Linked DNA regions of Mus musculus: region 1 is linked to region 2. Evidence: chromatin contacts called from public HiChIP or PLAC-seq data. All regions are on one chromosome and are shown on one strand. Each heading gives the region's core, a stretch centred on a gene start, on an enhancer-like site or on the middle of the called end of the contact. The rest is flanking DNA. Distances are from core to core; before and after follow the strand shown.

Region 1 (5,421 bases), core at 2,090-4,589, 160 kb after region 2:
ATCTGACTTGAATATTGACTGCAGAGAGCCCTACACATTCGACACAACCTTGCTTGGCCAACCTTGTGAGGCTGAGCAGTATCGAATCACAAGTGCTGCAGCTACCAGTGAACTGGAAGAGATTTTTGATTTTATGCTATGTGGCTCAGATGTTGAGCCACCAGTAGGATCTTTGGAGAGTCCTGGGGCTGAAGGCTGCAGAACCCCAAGTTATCACCTGTCAGAAACAGGAAAGAATTGGATTGAAGGGGAAGAATGGTGTTTGCCAGACATGGAACTCTGGCCCAGAGACCTCACAGGATTGGAAAAGGAACCAGTTAGTGAGAACAAAGAGCCAGTTGAGCCCTTTAGTCCCCTTGTCATGCGCTCTGAGAACACAGAATCATTTGAGCCCCTTAGCCCCCTTGTCATGCCCTCTGAGGTGAGTAGAGAGGAACTTTCACTAAGAGGCTCTTGGACTCCAGACCTTGAAATTACCAGCTCCCAGCCACTGGATGGTCAGGGAGAAAAACTTCTCCACTTTGACTCCTCTGACCCTTCGCAGAGATCTTATAATCATCTCTCTCCTCCATGCTCAGACTGGGCAGAGACAGGTCTGGAAGTGTCCCTAGGCATGGATGACGTATTGTGTCCTGTTCCCAAGGCAGTCAGAGAAGTGTCTGCCAACCCTGAACAGCTGGACCCACTTCCTGGCAGTTCTGAAGATGAAGAGATTGATGTGGTAGACTGGACAGTGGAAAAGAAGCTGGGGCCCACTAGTGTTCCCTCTGTTTGGCCTGACCCTTCCTCAGAGTCAGAAACTGAGGTAGATATACTAACATAGTGGAGGCAGGAGGGCAGGTTAGAGTTCCTGGGAGGGTGATAACTGTTCATCAACAGAAGGCGTTCTTGGCAGAAAAGCAAGCACCTCCTCAGAACTGATCTCCCCTCCTCAGGTTTCCGCACCAGGCAGAAGTCAAACAGCAATACCATGGTTAGAAAATTATGAACAAAGCAATTTCTTTGTAATCCATTTTTCAGTGACAAAACTATGTGGTACCCAACTCAGGTCATAAGGATAGTTATGAGTAGCCTCTCAATTCATGAGATATCTTATAGTCACTGAAAATTCAGGGAACTTCAAGCACTGTTTGTGGTTGTATTCAAAGAAGGTTTGAGAAGGAATGAAGCCATGTTAAGTAGAACACTGAAATGAGTGGAATCTCTAAATTGCCCAGGCTGGCTTTGAACTTTGACTTCTGCCTCAGCCTCCTGTAGCTAGTGTTACAGGCTTGTGCCTCTAAGCCCAGCCTATGGGGCTTACTCACTGCCAGTATGGGAAGTCAAGGAAAAGCTGCCACAGAAGCTAGAAAGATGTTACTTCCACGACCACTTCTGAGAAGTAGATTAAAAGTAGTTGCTTTTAAAAAACAGATTTGCTTTGTGGTTTTGGTTTTCATTTGTTTGGCTGGTTTTTTTGTTGTTTTTTTTGCTTTTCGAGACAGGGTTTCTCTGTGTAGCCCTGGCTGTCCTGGAATTCACTCTAGATCAGGCTGGCCTCGAACTAGAGTGCCTGCCTCTGCCTCCCAAGTGCTGAGATTAAAAGCGTGCGCCACCACGCCCAGCTGTGGTTCTGTTTTAAGCAAGGGTCTCTGGTAGGCCAGATTGGCCCAGTCCCCCTGTGAGACTTCAAAGTGCTGAGATTGCAGGTATACACCACCAAACCTAGCAACATTCTTGTTTTATAAGTGTTTCACCATAGGCCTTACAATTTCCAGACACGAGTTACTTTGCACTCTGAAAAATACAGACCAACAGCCCCACAAAGCTGGTTCTACCCATTCTTTAAGACAAAATTTAAACTTGCTCCTTATTCTCAGATACTTGACCTTTTATTAAACAATTGAAACACTTTTACAATGTCTTGCTGGAGGGCTGCCTCACAACTGAACCATCACTTCTGGTGAGGAAGAAACTATGGCTTCAGGTGCATAGCTTAAGTTTGGCCATGCACCATCATAAATGCTTCAACATCTCCAGGGACTGAAAGCTGCAAACAGAGAAGGGAACATCAGAGTAGGGTTCCATCACAAGGACCAGGAGACAAGCCCATCCCCACCTACAACTCTGGAGCTCATTAACTTCACCTTCCATCAGTGATCAGTCAACATGCATGAAACACGGGACAAAAATAAAATCCATGTAACCAAGAAGTGGGGGTACGAGCGGGATGGGTTGAGGCTATCTTATCTCAGATTACTAACAAAACACAGAAAAGCCAGGTAAAGTGAAGTAACAGCAAAGAGGCTGTCAATACAAGGGAGAAAAACCTTAACTACAAGTAAGCCACACTTTATTGAATTTATTGATTTGCAATAGACTCATAGAATTAAAATAACACCAGAGGTGGAAAACTGAATTAGCAAACAAAACTTGCCTGTGCCCTCAGGCTAAGACTTAACTAACTCAAGAGAGTACAAATGGCTCTTAGATTTGTTTGGGGGTCGGGAGTGTTATCAGCAGGAGTTCTACAATTTAGCTCCTCTTCGAAAATCCCAAATCCCATGAAAAATACACCGAAATGGTAAGGAGACGTTCCCTGTCTATCCCAGTGTGCATGCCCTGGTCACGATGCAAACCTCAACATGAGGACTCTTTCCCAACCTCTTTATGAAAGGTACTTCTTCAATTCTTCAACCACCTCTTGAGGCTCAGGAAATTTGAGCTTTCGTGGAGGGCCCTTCTTAATACCAGTCCAGAGTTCAACACCTGGGAAAGGATGGGATAAAGCCAAATTATGGTGGTACTCATTGGTACCCCCTCCCCTCAGTTATCAGGTGGCCGGGAGTCGCTTCTCGCCCCACCCCCACCCACCCCCCATCGCGGCCTCCACTCACGGCTGTTGTCCGAGCGCAGCAGCGTCACCTCGAAGCTGCCCCTCCGCGGTTTGGACGGGTTCACTTGCACAGGTAGCTCTGGGGCCTCCAGTTGCAGAGCCTGGCTCAAGGCAGCAGCATGGCGGCCGTACACGCGTCAGCTCGTACTACAGACACAAGCGATTGCAAATGGGGTCTCTCTGGTCTCAGCCGCCAGAGCCAACTCTTTCCCGCCCTCCTCGACTCCCCAACCCCTCACCAATGCTCAATGACCACGGTCGCGCCCTCCGCCAGTTTCTCGCGCTTGTCCACCGTCTCCATAGGCGCGGCCCCCGCCTTACGCTTTCTTCCGTGGGGGGCCATGGCACGGATTTCGGGGATGGCGCGTTGGTGGAATAAGGGGCGATGCAACTCCGGAGAGACAAACCAGCAGCCGGGAATCACAGATGCAAAGTTCAAATCTCGCAGCAAAGGGAAATGTGCGGGGGTGGGGGGAAGGACACGTGATCTGAAGGCGGGCCCTTCAAGCCCAACTACGCTATCAAAAGGGAGTCGGCGCGGAAATCCGGATCAAACCAACATTGTACAGCACTGAGGGGGTCTGTCTTGGGCGGAGACGGAGGAGTCTTGAAAGCCTCCTTTGGCTGGGGGTTTTCGGTATCTATACCTCCTACCCAAGGATCCCCAGACCAATCTCAGGGAAGTCTACTCCACATTTCCAGGGCGTTTGTACATAGACTACAGAATTCTAATTCGCACCGACATTGTTACTCCACATCTCCATGCGGTGAAACAAAAACGGACCGGTTAAGTGTATTTGAACCCGAGCCATTTACAATCCAGACGCTGTAGCTGGTGCCTATCTTCTCAGACACCCAGGTGAAATCAAGAGGATGGTGAGTTAGGGTTCATTTCTCCAACTGATCAAGGCCCTCATCCACAACCTTAAAAAGGAAGTTGAGGTCTAGAGGTGTTTGGCTTTTAGAGTCCCTGGGTTTGATATTCAATTTTAGGATTAAAAAAACAAACAAACAAACAAAAAAAGCAGTCCCCCGGCAGCTGCCCACTAGTAAAGGAAAAACAGCAAGGCAATCAAAAGAACAGTCCCTTTATTAGGGGAAGCGGTGGGATAGGAGGAGAGAACAGCTGTCCAGCCGTGGGGCTTTCTTCTTCAGGCCCCACCACACAAAGGAACCTCTCAGGTTTATATTGCCCTTCTCAGTTCCCACAACACAGGGTGGCCATTCAATTCTATTTCCAATGATGAAAATCATGGTTGAAGGCTTTTAATTGGGAACAGTGACCTTAAATGATAACACATACAAGCCTTTTATGTGTTCCTCCGTCACGTGTTTGTGCACTACATGCATACAGTGCCAGCCAAGGTCAAGGGCGGATGTTGGAGCCCCTGAGACTAGAGTTACAGGTGGTTTAGCCTCTATGTGCTGCTAGGAATCAAACCTGGGTCCTCTGGAAGAACAGCCAATTCTCTTAGCCACTGAGTCATCTCTCCAACCCCTTAAATTCCTTTCTCTTTACGATTTACTTACTATATATAGTATTCTGCCTGCATGCCAGAAGAGGGCATCAGATCCCATTATGAACCATCATGTGGTTGCTGGGAATTGAACTCAGGATCTCTGGAAAAGCAGCCACCAGTGCTCTTTCTTAATCGATGGGCCATTTCTCCAGCCCCAAACTTAAATTTCTTAATGCACAGATCAAGACAGAAAGGCCTAAAGGAAGAAGGGGTCCTTGAGGAAAAATTCTAAGGGCTTTATACTGACATCTAACATTAGGGTTTAATTTAGTCTATGCTTTGCAAGCTCACTAGGAGGAATAATTAAACCACAGACTGGTAATATCCAAGTGTTGAATAGCAATTTACACATTGACCCAACCTTGGAGGGAAACCATTTCTACCTCTATCGATAAGATCACTCCCTTCGAGAAACAGCTGACCAGGGCAGATGCGCCCTTCATAGTAGAATACTTCATGGTTTCCAGGATGCTTCTTTCAAAATCAGAAGCAGGCACAGTGCCCCTACCCAGGCACAGCCAAACAGAAATCAAAAGGCCTCAGGCAAGGATTGTGGTTATAGCTGGAACTGGGCCTCAAAGGTTCCTGAAATTGACAGGAGAGGAAGCAAAAACAATGCAGGATCCTATTTGTCCTTCTTGTTTTCCCCATCTGGCACAGTAGTGGGAGCAGGGTCCACAGGCTTCTCTTCTGACATGTCTCCACCCTTTGAGTGCTTCTTGGCTCGTTGGTATAGCTCATTCAAGTTGAATTCTCGAATCACATTCTCCTATGCAAAAGAGATGAACACATCAACGGCTGGGTGAGAAGGTAAAGTTCAGAGAGCAGGAGCAGGAAGTATTTAACTAAGCACAACCTGTAAGTCAGAGGGCAGCGACCTGCCCTAACCTACCTCTTTTCTGATACTTAAGTGTTCACTAGAGGCCAGTTATTGTGCCAAGAATTCTATCTACCTGCAACTGTAAAGCAATATGAGCCAGGTGGTACTGCCTCCCACTTACTCAAGTTTAGCGATGAGGAACCTAA
Region 2 (5,490 bases), core at 1,476-3,975:
TCACCCGAAAAATCCAGACTGACCAAGGGAATACTAATGTCCCTCGTCTTGGTGATGTCCAGGGCGTCAATAATAAAGAGAGAGCAGCGTTGGGGGATAATGTCGACATTTCCACTCCCAATGACGGTGATGTATAATGCTCAAGTATTCTCCTGCCTTTTTACCACTAACTGGGAACTGGGTTTGGCCTTAATTCAGACAGCCTTGGTTCTGTCTGGACAGGTCCAGATGACTGACACCATTAACACTTTGTCAGCCTCAGTGACTACAGTCATAGATGAACAGGCCTCAGCTAATGTCAAGATACAGAGAGGTCTCATGCTGGTTAATCAACTCATAGATCTTGTCCAGATACAACTAGATGTATTATGACAAATAACTCAGCTGGGATGTGAACAAAAGTTTCCGGGATTGTGTGTTATTTCCATTCAGTATGTTAAATTTACTAGGGCAGCTAATTTGTCAAAAAGTCTTTTTCAGTATATGTTACAGAATTGGACGGCTGAATTTGAACAGATCCCTTCGAGAATTGAGACTTCAGGTCAACTCCACGCGCTTGGACCTGTCGCTGACCAAAGGATTACCCAATTGGATCTCCTCAGCATTTTCTTTCTTTAAAAAATTGGGTGGGATTAATATTATTTGGAGATACACTTTGCTGTGGATTAGTGTTGCTTCTTTGATTGGTCTGTAAGCTTAAGGCCCAAACTAAGAGAGACAAGGTGGTTATTGCCCAGGCGCTTGCAGGACTAGAACATGGAGCTTCCCCTGATATATCTATGCTTAGGCAATAGGTCGCTGGCCACTCAGCTCTTATATCTCACGAGGCTAGTCTCATTGCACGAGATAGAGTGAGTGCGCTTCAGCAGCCCGAGAGAGTTGCAAGGCTAAGCACTGCAATGGAAAGGCTCTGCGGCATATATGAGCCTATTCTAGGGAGACATGTCATCTTTCATGAAGGTTCAGTGTCCTAGTTCCCTTCCCCCAGGCAAAACGACACGGGAGCAGGTCAGGGTTGCTCTGGGTAAAAGCCTGTGAGCCTAAGAGCTAATCCTGTACATGGCTCCTTTACCTACACACTGGGGATTTGACCTCTATCTCCACTCTCATTAATATGGGTGGCCTATTTGCTCTTATTAAAAGAAAAAGGGGGAACTGTGGGAAGCCGCCCCCACATTCGCCGTCACAAGATGGCGCTGACATCCTGTGTTCTAAGTTGGTAAACAAATAATCTGCGCATGAGCCAAGGGTATTTACGACCACTTGTACTCTGTTTTTCCCGTGAACGTCAGCTCGGCCATGGGCTGCAGCCAATCAGGGAGTGATGCGCCCTAGGCAATGGTTGTTCTCTTTAAAGAGGGAAGGGGTTTTCGTTTTCTCTCTCTTGCTTCTTGCTCTCTTTTCCTGAAGATGTAAGAATAAAGCTTTGTCGCAGAAGATTCTGGTCTGTGGTGTTCTTCCTGGCCGGTCGTGAGAACGCGTCGAATAACAGCCAGACCCTTCCGGAGCTCCTGGAGACTGGACCACCAACCAAAGAATACAGGAGTGGCCCATGGTGCTGGACACATATGGCAGAAGATAGCCTTGTTGGACATCAGTGGGAGGAGAGGCCCTCGGGCCTGAGGGTGTTCAGTGCCCCAGTGTAGGGGAATGCCAGGGCGAGAGGATGGGAGTGGGTGAGTGGGTGGGTGGGGAAGCACCCCCATAGAGGCAGGGGGAGGGGGATGGGATAGGGGTTTCCCAAAGGGGAGACCTAGAGAGGAAAACATTTGAAATGTAAATAAAGAAAATATCCAAGGGGGGGAATTAAAGTATATACATATATGCTTATAATATATTATGTACTGTCCATAAATATATGTACATGTTCCTTATAAAGAAACAAAAGCAACTGATTATGGTGAATCTGGAAATGTGTGGATGCTTTTACGTCATCTTTTCTTTTTTTCTTTAGAAGAGGAGGAGGAGCTGTGGATCTGTGTTCACTCGGATCATGTATCAGGGCCCACAGCCATTCTTTGATTACAGCATAGTTTTAAATTAAAGCAATGGTCTGTATGGAGAGAGAGCACTTTGACTAAGGCCACCCAGGCCCCTTTTCTCCTCCATGGAGGAGTTGCCCAACCTTGCTCTAAACATGAATCTGTTTTAAAACAAGAACCATTCCAGTCCCCGCTCCTGTTCCTAATGATGGAGAAGGAGTTCTTTTCCAAACTGTAGAGCAGCTGCTTGTGCCTGTGAGCCAAGAAAGGGCTGTAGAGCTGCTTGCATTGGGTAAACTTGTTTTACTACCAACACCCTCCCAGCAGGGAGGTTGTGTGACTGGAGATGTACAATGTCCCCACCCACACCTGCTTTAACACCAGTCACCAAGAATAATCTGACACTCGCATCACATCAGCTGGCAGGAGCAGTATGCCAACTGTGGAAGGTGGGCCTCGCAAATCCAAAGAGGCGTGCAGTGATGTAACTGAGGGTGGAAGAGAGAACTGTGGATAGTCTTTCAGTGTCATGCCATGTGCTAGGAGAAAAGAAAAGAGGATAGAAGGAAGAGAGGAAAGCAGAAGAGAAAAAGTCAGGACTGGAGTCAGCACAGGACATACCAAGACCAAGTTTTCTGCACAACAGAGATTTATTTACCCCTGAGGGACAAAGACAGAAGACAGAAGACAAAGATAGAAGGGAAAAGGAAGGAGGGACAGGGGAGAGGCATATTTGAATATTTGTCCAGAAGGAATCCAGGACTGTGTCTGGTTAGAGAAGAGACAGACACGTGGCCCAAAGGCAAATGGAAGGGAAAGAAAAGGGGAAACCCCAAGTTAGGATGAGCTGGTTTCTCTTTATTAGACAGGTTCATTGGGGCAGCCAAAAGGGGCTTTTGATTGCTAGACTTAACACGTTGATAGCTGGCCCTTGATGGTCAGCCTCAGGAGGAGGAAGTGGCCAAATTATGGAATGGACCTTGGTGGCAAGCTTGAGAAATGTAATCTGAAAAGGGAATAAGGGAAGGCAACACCTGCCAGAGCTGTGTTTGCCATACTCGCCCTTCAGTCACGTACATGTAAAATGGATAAATATCAAATTGTAAATGGTGATTATTCTTGAAAGACAGTTGGGGTTTTGGCTTGTTTATTTTTCTTAGGCAGGGATTTGCTATGTAGCCCAAGCTGACCCTCAGCTCCTCCTGCCTCAGCCTCTCAACTTCAGGGTTACCACTATGGCCAGCTCTTAGAGTTGATTTCCAACTCCAGGAAGAATAGAGTCAGTCCATCACTGAGGGGAAGTCAAGGCAGGAACTTGAAACAGCCAGTCACACTCACAGTCAAGAGCATATAAACTGAATGTATACCTACTTGCAAATGTTCTACTCCTGATCTCCTCGCTCAGTCCAGGGTTCAGTCCATGAAATGGTATTGGCCACATCCAGGGTGTATCTTCCCACTTCAACTAACACAATTAAGAAACTCTCTCTGGCATAACCATAAGCCAACCTAATCCATATAGTCCTTCCTTGAGACCTCCTTCCCAGGTGATTCTAGTGGGTGTCAAGCTGACAAACTAATCACCACAACCCTACTCCTTGTCAACCTGACACAGAAGCACTTAACTTTAAGACACAGTCTCCTACTCCTTGTCCCCAGAGGCCCATCTTTAATATAAAGCACAGTTCACATTTAAAAAAAACCCTACGATCTTGTAAAATTCCAACACTTTAAAAGTCCAAAGTCTCTTAATTATAAGGTCTATGGTGGTTTGAATACGCTTGGGCCAGGAAGTGGCACTATTAGGAGGTGTGGCCTTGTTGGAGGAAGTGTATCACTGTAGGGGTGGGTTTTAAGACCCTCCTCCTAGCCCCTGGAAGACAGTCTGCTCCTGGCTCCCTTTGGATGAAGATGTAGAACTTTAAGCTCCTCCAACACTGTGCCTGCCTGGGCACTGCTGTGCTTCCTGCCATGATATTAATGGACTGGACCTCAGAGCCTGTAGGCCAGCCCCAAATAAATGTTGTCCTGTGTAAAAGTTGTCTTGGTCATGGTGTCTTTTCACAGCAATGGAAACCCTAAGACAGAAGTTGGTACCAGGGACTGGGGTATTGCTGTAGTAGGCCTGACCATGGTTTTGTTTGGTGGAATGCAGATTTGGGGACTTTGGATTTGGAAAGCCATGGAATGCTTTACGTGGGACTTAATGGGCCTTCAAGTAAGAATATTGAAGACATTGGTACTGAGGTGATTTTATCTCTAGAGATTGCTCTTATGATGTTTTAGTGAAGAATATGGCTGCCTTTTGCCCTTGTTTAAAGAGTCTACTTGAGGCTAAGGTAAAAAGATTTTAATTAATTGCATTGAGAAGGGAAGTCTTAGAAACGCCCAGCATAGGAAGAGTCTGAGGAGGAGGGTGACCCCCATAGAAGACCAGCAGTCTCAGCTAACCCAGACCCCTGAGGTCTCTCAGACACTGAGCCACCAACAAAGCAGCATACACAAGTTGATCCGAGGCCCCCAACACATATACAGCAGAGGATTGCCTGGTCTGGCCTCAGTGGGAGAAGATGCATCTAATCCTCAAGAGACTTGAGGGCCCAGGGAGTGGAGAAGCCTGGTGGGAGTGGCAGGGGTGGTTGGGGACATCCTCTTGGAGATGGGAAAGAAGGAATGGAATGAGGAACTGTGGGAGGGTGGATGGAGTTTGGGGGAGGCGGGGAATGACTGGAGTGTAAAAAAATAAAATTTAAAAAAAAAAGGCACAGCATAGACTTTGTCCCCTGGTTTATTCCCATCAAGAACATTCTGATCAAACATAGCAAGCTTAAAAAGAAAAAAAGTACAAAATGTATGATTCAAAGAATAAAGGGGCAGCAAGAAGTAGAATGGAATTGAATCCATGTTCAAGGAGATAAACATATTAAGAGAGTGGTGACTTCGGGGCAAGATTCCACCCAGTTAATCTTATTGTTTATGTGTTTGCAATTGAACAGGAATAGTTAAGTCATTTTAGGCATTACTACCTGGTTATTGTTTTCATTTGGACTTTTTAATCTGGAATGAGCTACAACCCAAAGATGGAGGATACAATCTTTGATCCAGATCTTGGTTGGAATAGTGGCTGTGAAAAGCTTAGTTTGAGGCATGGTAGTACACCTTTAATCCAAGGAAGACAGAGGCAAGCAGATCTCTGAGTTCAAGACCAGCATGGTACAGAAAAAATTCCAATAGAGAATATAGATAGGTTCTGGTGTGGTGGTACATGCCTTTAATGCCAGCATTGGAGATAGAGGCATGCAGATCTGAGTTCAAGATCTATCTACAGAGCAGATTGCAGGAAAGCCAAGCTTAGGCAGTGAAAGAATTGGAAAACAGAAAGCTAGTGATAATGTAATAGAACAAGAGGGTTCCAGCAAGCAGCTGAACTTGCAAGCATCAGACATGTATCTCCGGTCTAAGAGTCTAGAATAGAAAGGACGACTGGGACAATTGATGCGGGTTAGCT

What was found. HiChIP or PLAC-seq counts read pairs in DNA pulled down with a chosen protein or histone mark.
Region 1: an H3K27ac HiChIP or PLAC-seq map of microglia shows a contact between it and region 2, with 5 times the contacts expected there. The contact joins the promoter of Selenoh here to the enhancer-like site in region 2. A contact is called at or near these places in 9 of 39 promoter capture datasets (the HPC-7 cell line, cranial neural crest, embryonic stem cells and 4 more), 2 of 15 datasets of contacts at CTCF or cohesin (the G1E-ER4 cell line and embryonic stem cells), 31 of 484 Hi-C or Micro-C datasets (B cells, the G1E-ER4 cell line, the HPC-7 cell line and 12 more), 20 of 115 datasets of contacts at active chromatin or transcription factors (the 230-238 cell line, the HPC-7 cell line, bone marrow-derived macrophages and 10 more) and 4 of 9 other capture datasets (adipose tissue, embryonic stem cells, liver and 1 more).

Annotation. Positions count from the first base shown.
Region 1 is chr2:84,667,369-84,672,789 of GRCm38.p6, forward strand. It overlaps Selenoh (selenoprotein H), which reads right to left and starts at 3,340. Exons shown (of 4, transcript NM_001033166.3): 1 at 3,115-3,340; 2 at 2,877-3,022; 3 at 2,619-2,748; 4 at 1,847-2,029. The coding sequence starts at 3,218. The coding sequence ends at 2,648. It overlaps Tmx2 (thioredoxin-related transmembrane protein 2), which reads right to left. Exons shown (of 9, transcript NM_025868.4): 9 at 3,943-5,164. The coding sequence ends at 5,021. Btbd18 (BTB (POZ) domain containing 18) reads left to right here. Exons shown (of 5, transcript NM_001145100.1): 5 at 1-1,413. The coding sequence ends at 823.
Region 2 is chr2:84,508,931-84,514,420 of GRCm38.p6, forward strand. No RefSeq gene overlaps it. Among named protein-coding and RNA genes, the nearest start is that of Gm13710, 4.8 kb to the left of the region's middle. Within about 2 kb of position 2,726, at least 24 of the 459 cell types and tissues checked have an H3K27ac peak or open chromatin away from gene starts, as enhancers often do. A contact at or near this core is called in macrophages, microglia and trophoblast stem cells, where this site is marked.